2 separate regions of the Zea mays genome follow, and region 1 is linked to region 2. The links are chromatin contacts, called in public ChIA-PET maps. All regions are on one chromosome and are shown on one strand. Each heading gives the region's core, a stretch centred on a gene start, on an enhancer-like site or on the middle of the called end of the contact. The rest is flanking DNA. Distances are from core to core; before and after follow the strand shown.

Evidence for each region. ChIA-PET counts read pairs in DNA pulled down with a chosen protein or histone mark.
Region 1: an H3K4me3 ChIA-PET map of seedling shows a contact between it and region 2, with 9 times the contacts expected there. The contact joins the promoter of LOC100502394 here to the enhancer-like site in region 2. A contact is called at or near these places in 8 of 25 Hi-C or Micro-C datasets (ear, leaf, leaf mesophyll and 2 more) and 1 of 3 datasets of contacts at active chromatin or transcription factors (seedling).

Annotation. Positions count from the first base shown.
Region 1 is chr9:119,315,188-119,320,533 of Zm-B73-REFERENCE-NAM-5.0, reverse strand. LOC100502394 (Beta-amylase 3 chloroplastic) reads right to left here and starts at 1,306. Exons shown (of 4, transcript NM_001365548.1): 1 at 641-1,306; 2 at 1-29. The coding sequence starts at 1,179.
Region 2 is chr9:119,241,786-119,247,690 of Zm-B73-REFERENCE-NAM-5.0, reverse strand. It overlaps LOC103638912, which reads right to left. Exons shown (of 63, transcript XM_008661702.3): 58 at 3,433-3,591; 59 at 3,082-3,357; 60 at 2,791-2,991; 61 at 2,656-2,708; 62 at 2,340-2,448; 63 at 1,386-2,163. The coding sequence ends at 1,810. Among protein-coding and RNA genes, the nearest start is that of LOC103638913, 66 kb to the left of the region's middle. Within about 2 kb of position 1,505, at least 10 of the 20 cell types and tissues checked have an H3K27ac peak or open chromatin away from gene starts, as enhancers often do. A contact at or near this core is called in leaf, root tip and seedling, where this site is marked.

The DNA of each region.
Region 1 (5,346 bases), core at 57-2,556, 73 kb before region 2:
CCTCCAGCACCCATGGCGGCAACGGGATGCTGCAAACATCAGAGCAACCAACATCGATCAATTAACCAAGTTTGCTAGGTATACTCTAAATTTTGTTCAATTACTTGTGTTGCAAAAATTATGCCAACTTAATCAGGCACAACTTGCGGCTGTTGGTTAGCAGTTTAGCACTAGAAACATGATCAGACACAATTTAGTGTTGTTAGTTAGCAGTTTGCAAAATTGTGACCGCTTAATCAGGCACAACTCTCTCTCATGTGAGAGGAACGTCTCTGCTCTGTTCTCCATAATTTTCTCCGTTTTTTTATTTATCGCGTTTTAGTTAAAAATGAACTAGCCGGCCACAAATATTCGAGATAGGAGGAAATGGTAGTATTCTGGTTGCTTGCCTACCGGGAAATAACATAGCAAATCCTTGCGTTCAAGGGACCAACAAATGAAAAAGGCCAGAAACACCGGATAAGGAGGCCTAACCGTCTACCGAACCCAGTAACCAGTTAACCACCTGTTTTTAGATTAGACACCTTTGAAGCTAAGAACAGCAATTGGCTACTCGAAACCTTCTACATCGCAGTAGATTTCACGCTACCATATCTGAACTCATAAGCATCTAGGTGATTTATAGAATAGAGATGCTTACTTGCAGGTGTCGCCGACGTTGCCACCGCACTGGTGGAAGGACATGACGGCCTGGAGCCGGAGGCCGGCGCGTTCCACCATGCGCACGAGCTCGGCGTAGGCCTCCCAGTCGTAGCGGCCGGGGCCCTCCCGCTCCACCACGCCCCACCACACGTCCACCATCACGCCCTCCACCCCGGCGCCCCGCAGCGCCATCAGACTAGCCGCCACCGCGCGCTGCCGCGACAGCTGGCCGCCTGGCCCCACCGTGTCCAGCGGCAGCATCACGTACACCGGCACCCCGCCGCGCGGCAGCCCGTGCTGCTGGCCCGCGCCGCCTCCGTGCAGCAGCTCGGCCGCCTCCGCCGGCGCGCGGTGCGTCGCCGGCGAGGGCGCCGTGGCCGTGGCCGCGGCCGCCCGGAGCGCGCGCGGCCTGCGGCTGGGCGCAGGCGGCACGGAGACGCAGCAGGGCGGCGCCTCGTCGGTGGGTTTGTGGAGGAGCTTGGAGGCGGGGTCCACATGCGACAGGAACGACGTCGAGGAACGCAGCGTCAGAGCCATAGTTTCGCCTCTGGATCCACAGCCAATCAGCAGACAGGGCCGCAACACGAACGCACAGAAGCTTGTGCTTGACGAGAGAGAGAGAGGAGGGGGCGATTTGAACAAGATGGTTTCAACTTGGTTGGAGATAGCTGAACAAATGGGAGGAGATCGAGTCTCGGCGTGCGCTGGGAGCTCTATTTATAGAGGAATTGCCGGGGGACGATGGCGATGGATCGCACGGGCGCTTATCCGTAATCAATTTATTAACGACTAGGATTAGGACTAATCAAGTGGACGCGATCTAGTTGGAGACTGACGATTGCGTCAGCGTACCTACCCGTCCGTCCGTTCCGTTGCATGCTACGGCTTTTTGAGCGCCGCTGGCGATCTTATCTAAATTATTTTATTTAATTTGTCTCGTCTGCAGGAAGCAGCTATTGCCTCTGCTTGACACCTGTCCTGCACAAACACTATCCAACCACATATTCGCATGCATACTACGGCAGCAAATTCATACTTGCATTGATAGCAAGTCTGAAAAAAGCTTGAGTCCCGCGAGCCGTCTTGAGTTCGGACCGGCAGTGCGGTTGGCGGTTGCTAGTACAGTACCATGGCTGACGTGTGACGCCGACAGGCTGCTAAGCTAAACTATCTCTAGAGCTAACCAGTGTTGTATAGTACTCACAACCACAACCCAGCCAAAGCGGATTAGGCTTCGTTTGGATATATGTGGTTATCGTCCACCGGTAAATAGGGACGAAAACGGTCGGAAATGGTCGGTAAACACTAAAACCATTACCGTTTTCATATTTTTTATCGGAAACAAAATCGAAAACGGTAACTCCGGAAACGGAAACGATATTGGTATTTCGGAAACATCGGAAATAAAAGTTTGGTGCAGAAAATACACCGGTAACGATCGAAATCTAAAATACGATCCGTAAACATATCAAACTTCACAATACAACAAAGTTGACAAAAGATCACAAAGACCACAAGTTCACAATTCATCATATAACAAGTTCACAAGGATCACAAGTTTATAATATAAAAAGTTTACAAAGATCACAATATAACAAGTTCATAAATATCACAAGTTCACAGACTTAAAGTTCACAATTCACAATATCCACTCGATCTAGCTGACATGGCATGCTTACTTATAAAATATTTTTTTCTCACATATAGAGTTTTTCAGAACCTCACAGAAAAACCCTAAAACCTATTGTGTGGAAAAGACAGACTGTCGGCTCTCTATCATTATATATTACTAATACGTAACATGTATATAGAAAATGGTGGATTTGTTCGAGAGACCAAATCGTTAATCCAACACCATCTATCCAAAAAAATCTTAAGGCATCCAAAAAAATACAAAAATAAGTAATCCTTATCTAGAGACGTATAGACGATGCGAAAAATCACATGATGGAAAATTCCAAAAAATTCCGAGACATAAATCTGATAATTTCTGACAAAACCGGTAACCGAAGGAAATGGTCGGTAAAACACCATATCGATTTCGATAGAAAATTCCGAAAACGATTCCATTTTCGAAAAATACCGTTACCGGTGAATCCGATCGAAAAATTTCGAAATCGGTTTCCGGAATTCCGAAAAATTTTGAAATCGTTTTCATCCCTACTGGTAACTCAACCCACACGTGGTTTGGGTTAATACCTAGCAACCACCCAATCCCAGCCGTCACCCGTCCAAGCCTGGCCTTTTGTTTAGACCCACGTCCGACTCCACTCCGCCAGCTCCCAGTCTCAGATTGAGATAAATGCTGGTACTTATACTCAACTCTATTTTTTATCTTGTTTGTAGATTTTCATAAATACGTACATGTGAATAAAGATTAAAAATAAAATAATAAACACTTAACAACAATGATCATATTACTCAAAAATCCGCTAGAGAAAAATAAAAGAAAATAAAAATTAGAAGATAAGCCATAAAGTTAAGAAACTTAAAACACATGTGATATTTAAAATTGAACCAGAGTCATTGATTCAACATACATAGTCCTTACTACAATATGCATGATTAGATTTGAATCAGCTAATAAGAGAATCCATTAGGTAATAAGAAAAATCTGCAAGATCTCATCTTTAATTTAACAGATTACTTAAAAGTTGCAAACAAGTAGTGTCATGGCTAAAGTTAAATATCCATCTCTGTTTGTCTTAAATCAAACAATAGCACAAATTGCAGCTTTCTTTCCTTATGCTGGACGATACTACAAAATCATCCTTCATTACTTTAGCTTCATATATCTGTTGGAAAGAAAACATAAATTAAACTTAACTCTTAATTGTCTTTATAACAGACCCAAAACAGAAATCAAAATTCATTATAATAAATTGTCATATGTTATCTAAAAATGTTGGATTGTCATAGTAAAAGTAAACAAGGCTTATGAAGCCACTTGTTTTCAAGTGACATCTAATCCAGAAACAAGCAAAAGAATCATCCAATGTAAGAAAAGTAACTACAGATGTGTACCGGACTATAGAGAATGAAATGTAAAATTTAGTACAAATGGACCATACAGAGAATAAATTATAAAGTGTTGTGGCAAATTGGCTGAAATAGAAGAGTTGTGGCAAACCGACTATTAAAAACATAGAGAAACATAGTAAAGCTACTGCTCTAGAACAGCTGAACTACAGGGAAACAAAATAACTCTGAAATTTCTAAACAAACAGACAAAGATTGCAGTTTCTACTGATTTTCATAAGTAATGCTACTTAAGACATCCATATAACTAAATTAAAAACAAGTTAAAAGGGATGAGAAGAGGATCAATACCATATCATGTTCTTGCAATCTTCTTCCTCAACCATTTTATGCGCGTAGCATCTTTGGCAGTCATGAAAATGGCCCGGTTTTGGGCATCCTTAAACACATCATAAGCATCAACCTTCTCATCATCAGAAAGCTCTTCCATTCCATCCACAATAGCAATGCATGTTTGAATAGGGAAATCATCCTCATTTGCATTAGTTGTGGCCCTTTCATCCGCCTCAGCTTGTTTTTCTTTCATTTCTAGAAACCTTCCCATCATCTCAACCACATTCCTATCTTGTGTACGCTTGTTAATTCTTGTTCTTGAATTACCAGTACCAACATTTTTTGCCCTTTTGCTCACTGATGTAGGGGCTGGTGGATCCAATACTCTGAGCTCGTCATCTTCATCACAAATGGCTTGTGAGATATTAGCTTGAGAAGGTTGTGTGAAAGCGGCTTGAGAAGGCTGTGTGAAAGTGGCTTCAGAAGGGTGTGTGAAAGCGGCTTTAGAAGGCTGTGTGAAAATGGTTTGAGAAGGCTGTGCAAAAGCGGCTTGAGAAGGCTGTGGGAAAGCGGCTAGAGAAGGATGTCTAAAAGCGGTTCGAGAAGGCTGTGCGAAAGCAGCTAGAGAAGGTTGTGTGAAAGCGATTTGAGAAGGTTGTGTAAGTGTGAAAGCAGCTTGAGAAGGCTGTGTAGCAGCACCTTGACAAGGTTGTGTGACAGGAGGTCGAGAAGGCTCAATAGAAGTAAAATTCATGGTTCCCTTAGCAATATTTCCTAAACCAAGAAGCATCGTAAGTTTTTAAGACTTCAATACTAGGATAAAAATATAAGGCTCAATACTAAGATAAAGAAAAACATAGATAACATACCATCATATAGCTCTCCTAAAGCCTCAAACAGTGGGAAAGATTTAGTCCGAAACTTCTTAAGTCTCTCGTTACTCTATACAAAGCAAAAAGTGATTCACTTAAGTTAATAAATTATAACAAAAATAATCAAAATAAAAATTATAACAGAAACAATTAACTTACAGTGGTGAGGTTATTCCAAATGGGTTCTTCTGCTTCTATTCTACACAACCGCTCATCCCATGATACCCCGCTTTGTTGTCTTGCCTCTTTAAGAGCCTTGTAGTCTCTCTTTAACTCTTTCTCTTTATCTTGGATTTGGCATTTTGTAAATGTGACATAAGAGAATTTCTCATGGAATAACTTGACAATTCTATTCCATGCTTCCGATGACCACCCATTTTGGCCCTTATAACAGTCATTGTTGTGGTCTTGAAGAATTTCAACTAAACCCTTTTCTAGTCCACTATTCCAGTTTGCTCTAAGACGACCAACTATTACAAGAAAATAAAGCATGTGAGTAGGTGTCTGTCTAAAATAAGCA
Region 2 (5,905 bases), core at 256-2,755:
GCTATTTGATCTGGGCGGTGTGGGCGCACAATCGCTGTTTGACCTAGCCGGCGTGGGCGCTGTCTTGATGGGTGACGCCGTGACGGGTGGCGCTGCCACGCTGGCCAGAGTAAAGGGTTGACCAGAACCGGATCACCGCTCACTGGACCGCGAAGCGCGGCGGCTGAGGGCTAACCCCTGGGCGCTGGCGGCTCGCGACTTGGCGAGTGTGCTGTGTGCGGGCAAACGGGCAGTGCGGTGCGACGGCGGATGGGCGGAGGCGCGGAGTGCTTAGCGGCTAGGTCTGCTTTTAGCCGAGCTGCCGAGCTGGTAAAGTGGTGAGCGCCTGGTCCTGCTTTGAGTGCTTTCCGTTGGGCGCCTGAGCTGCTGAGCGTGTGGCCGGCCATGCCTAACCTAGTGACCTTTACTAGATGGGCCGCCTATCAAGCAGAAGTAGCAAGCGTTTAGCCCAATCCGGGTACCCGCCCGAATGGTACCCGTATCCTACCTGGGATTTTCGGGTACTTACCGGATATTAGTGATTTCGTATCCTACTCGATATCCGGGTAGTACTCGTATCCATCCCGAAAAACAAAAATACCCGTATCTATATTCGAAATTTCGTCCCGTTTTCGTACCCATATCCGGTACCCGTTCCGGGTACCCGTCTCGTTTTCATCCCTAACTAGGAAGGCTGGGATGGAGGTAGAGATGAGGAGGTCGCGGCGGTTGGGAAGGAGAGCCTGCGACAACGGCAGCTCACGACAGTGGTTGAAAAAAGGATTAGGCCCTAACTTTAACCTATTCTGGTATCATGCTACTAACCTTAAATTAGAGGAAGTATGATTAGTCCTGAGAACTTCTTAGGGCCCGTTTGGCACAGCTCCAGCTCCTGATTCTAAGCGAAGATTTGGAGGAGCCGTGCCAAACGGGTATTTTTTTAAACTGATTCTCATGTGGAGCCGAAAGATCGGGAGTCGTTTTTGTGAAGAAAGGTGGGATCTAAAAAAACCTGCTCCACCCTCCCTTAAAACAGCTCCTCAACCAACCAAATATAGACCTCCCCTTAAAGTTTGATCGAAATTACCCGCAATTGCCATTGGACAAAAACATAATGAGCCAATTTATGAATTAAACATTTGAGACCATTTTATGCACTACTATGATGAAAATATTTTATATGTTATTGTTTCATATTTTTTTCCGTATATATATCCTACTTATTGGTTTGTAACAAAGTTGAACTGCAAAGGGTAAAACAGACAATCGCCATAGGCCACCAACCCTCAGAAGACAAGAATCAGTTTACTTGCCAAACGGTTTTAAAAATGATTCTGATTTTCTAGGAAAATCAGGAGGATCAGCTCCTCACGAGGATCAGAATCTGAAGCTAAAGAAGCAGGAGCTGAAGTTTTACCAAACGGGCCCTTAGTAGAATATATAGCCACAACTAGTATGGCCCACGTCCACATGGGCCTTAACAACCTTAAATTAGAGAAAGTATGATTAGTCCTGAGAACTTCTTAGTAGAATATGTAGCCACAACTAATATGGCCCACGTCCACATGGGCCTTAACAAATGTAGCTGGACAAAAACTATATCAAACGTTACAAAACTTTACATTTACAACCTTTAACCTACTATTCTAGTATACAACACTTCCGTCAACCCGAGTGTTGGCATGCAAGGCTCTGTCCTCTGTGTATGCTTTGACAACGGAGAAATGGAGTGATCCGAAAGAAGTGGCATTCTTCGAGCTTTCTTGCACGAGACTTGCCCTTTGTCCCAGCCGAGTTCTCTTGCACGCACAAGCATCATGTGCAGCTTCTTCATGCACGGGACGTTTGAGTCTCTGATGCTTGCTGCAGAAATGACTCCAATATCTTCTTGGGCCTTAGCTCAGATTGTTCTTTTGGGACACGAAGTGCCATGAACTGCATTGAGGCGCTCTGAACTTGGTAGATATAGCATCCCCATGGGTAAGCATCCGATGAGGCCCATATGATTTGCTCCTCATACGCGGCATCCTCCGCGAGTCTCTCATCCACACAGAAAGCACAGTCAAGAGTGGGCTCCTTGAATGAAGGGACAGCAACACACCCAAGAGCTACGTATCCCCCCGGTGGCCTTGGAAGCCATATTGATACAGGGCTCTTGTAATCCTCAGCACAATTTCTCCAAACCTGCAGGCAAACATGAGAGCCAAATCTGTCAAAAGGACTTTCTCCCCCATATGGTGTTCCAAAATTTTAAAAAAACTGCCATTTATGCATGATAAAGGTAACAGAAGGCTTATATTATTTCTGTGTAAGCTCAACACTGGTCAAGCATGTGTGACGAAGTCCCATTGAAAACTGACCAGGTCATAGCCAAGAGGCAGTGCAAAGTTCCCATTGATATTCTTGTATACAGCAGCAAAATGCGGTGGATGGATGCCAACATGCGCAATATCACCAATTGAGACATACCTGAAATAATTTTCTCAGTACCTTCGATATGTAAGCAGTTAGTCCCTCTATTCCAAAATGTATGTTGTTCTAGCTTTTTTAATACATAGCTTTTGCTACGCAGATCTAGATATGTAATAAAAGCTATGTATCCAGAAAAGCCACAACAATTTATAATTTGGAACGAAGGGAGTACATTAATGGGTTATATCATGTCAAAATTCATACCCATTAGGGCAGAGAGGCCTCCATATGCTGAACACCCTTCCGTCATCCGCAATCTAAAGTAAACATCAACGGTAGTTTTACATCACACATCTGAAATATTTTCTTCTTTAATCCATTCAGATTCTGCTGACTTACCTGCTTGGCAACTAGTTTGCATCGGCTCTGAATTTCTGGTTCACTGCTCCACATTTTCTGAAAGTGAACTGTATTGTTTATGAACTGTTGCTCAACATCAGTAGAGGTTCCTCCCGAGCTTAGCAAAGGCCTAGATAAACTGTGGGATTCCTTTTTATCATCATCTGACACAAAATACACATGACGCTGGCCTGATGGAACCTATTATGGTTTTGTCCAGAAGCACCAGTTCAGTTCAGGAAGGAGGGTTGGTTGAAAAAAAAAACTCAATTCAGGAGAACAAGAGATTACCTTCAATGGTATAACTTTCATTGCTGCTTGGTGAGATCTCCACATTTTCCGAATTGAACAGCAAAGTGAAAGAGCCTGAGGTTCCCGTTCGTTGTCAATGTTGCACTTAATAAGCCTTACAAAGTTCTCTGACCTCCTAAAATTCTTCAGATGTATGATTACATGTGAAGGCCTCTGATACCCAGCTTTTGCTAGCTCCAATGAAAGTACTTCTTCCCAAGGAACATCCCAAAGTATTTTAGAAGGTTTCTTGTCCATTTTATCTAGATCCAAGCACTACAAACAAAGAACATCAGTTCTAATCAAACTTTTGAAGTAACAGTAATACGATCAGGAAGGAGTAAGCCTTACCTGAAGCAGCATCACCCGCTTATTAGTTACTAAAGCAATCCTCTGGCTTGGTAAAATAAAATGGTCTTCATAGTAATCAGACCATGCGTACTTAGAAGGTTCTCGAAATAAATCCGTGCATGCAAAATATCTGCTAGCTTCTGCCAGATAAAGGGCCATCTGAAGAACAGAGTAATTAAATAAGGGTACATGCCAAAAATCTGACTAGAACTATACTAACATTGCAATTACTCCGTCCAGAAATGATAGGCGTATTTGACCATAAGAAGTCATACAAAATAGAGTGACCTGTAATTCTATTATAGTATGCGCGAAAGGGCCTCTAGCCTAATCTTTAAAGTCTTCCGAGTAGCAGCTCCCAAGTTCCGGGTTCGATTCCCCTCGGGGGCAAATTTTTTGGCTTGGTTAAAAAAATCCCCACGTTATGCCCCATCAGCTCTCAGGTTACGATGTCCTGTGCGCCATCCTCCGGTTGGTCCGTTACCATGATTTTTAAAGCGATAAGGCGAGACAAGGCGTTGGTCGTTGGACCACTGCTTAGATGCCTAGGCGAGCAAGGCGCCTGGGCGTTGGACCTCTGCCTGGACACCTAGGCGTCGCCTTAAGAATAGTGGCCGTTACAGAGTGTATAGTTGATGCCGGCCCGTTAGTGATGGAAGGCCAGGGTTCGGGTATATTTTCGGCTGGGACTATTGTTTTAGTTTCTTCTTAATATAATACCGGAAGGGCAATCATTCCGTAATTCTCTTATAGTATGAAATCAATTGCTAAAGAATGAATATCATATTAGAGCCACTTGCAACACAAATCTATTGATCCAAGTTTTATGCCCTAAATTTTCACATAATTTGACTAATTGTTGGTCAAACTTTGTGAATTTGCTTGTCCTCTAAATTAATATGCTATCGTTTCTGGACGGAGGGAGTATGTCCTAATTGCTTTTTTCTTTCAAACCAACCTGTTTTTTTACCAACCCAGCAAATTTGAACCTTTTTGTAAAGTTGTGTATAGGCTAGGATGACAGGGTTTATAGAAACACCCAATCACAGATTGATCCTTGCCTAATCAACTCATACACCCTTCCTAATCGGGTGATATTATCATCCTAATCTTGGCTGGCATGCATGGGAAAGGGATAATGCCATAGGGCCTATTATAGCCTACCAAAACTGACTAACACGCCCCAGTAGTCTGATCGTTGGTGGAATAAATATTCAGACTGGTCCTTAACTTAGCGAAAGATGGAAGACCATTGGTGAATATGTCGGCATACCACGAAGATGTTGGCACGTGCAGTACGCGAACATAACCACAAGCAACTCGTTCCCGCATGAAGTGAAGATCGATCTCGATATGCTTGGTACACTGATGCTGAACTAGGTTGGAAGACATGTAGACCGCGTTGATGTTGTCACAGAAGACCACAGTAGCGCGACGTAGAGGTGATTGCAACTCGGTAAGGAGTTGACGCAGCCAGGATGCCTCGACGACTGCGTTGGCAACAATGCGATACTCTACTTCAGCAATTGAGCGGGAAACCGTGTTCTGATGCATGGACGACCATGAGATGAGATTGTCACAAAGAAATATTGTATAGCTGAGGTAGACTTGCGAGTGTCAGGGCATCTAGCCCAGTCTGCATCAGAATACACCACTAACTCATCTTGGCAGCGATAGAGATGAATCATCAACCCCAAATGCAAGGTGCCCTGAACGTAACGAAGAATGCGCTTCAGGGCAGCCAAATGGGTTTCTCGAGGATTATGCATGTGAAGACAAATCTGCTGAACCACATATGCAAGGTCAGGTCAAGTGAAGATCAGATATTGCAATGTGCCTGCTAGACTCTGAGGCATCCAGTGTGCCAAGAGGGGTGCCAAACTGCCAATGTTAGCTGAGACATTCAGTCTGGTGTTGACTGGGGTGGTGCAAGGCTTGCAGTCGGCCATACCCTCTCGATTGACAATCTCCAACATGTACTGATGCTGCGATAGAAATAAGCAGCCATCATGGCGCTGAACACGCATCCCCAAGAAGTGATGTAAATCGCCAAGGTTCATCGAGAACTGAAGAGCAGCAATGGTGCGCCAAAGAATCGTCGTAGAGGATGATGTGAGGACAATATCATCCAAGAGTCACCAGGTAGGAGTTGTACCAAGCTCGGGGGCCCTGCTTGAGACCGTACAAAGACATGTTGAGGCGACACACGAAGTCGAGGCGCAGGGGATCCTCGAACCCGGTGGGCTGTGGAGCGTAGACCATCTCTGATAGGGTTCTGTAAAGAAAGACATTCTTCAAGTATAGCTGGTGGACTACCCATCCATGGGACAAGGCGAGGGAGAGCACTATGCGAACAGTGGCAGGCTTCACGACCGAGCTGAATGTCACATCAAAGTCGATGCCGAGACGCTGAGTGAAGCCGCGAAGAACCCACTGAGCCTTGTAGCGCTCGAGAGTCCCATCAACATGGAGT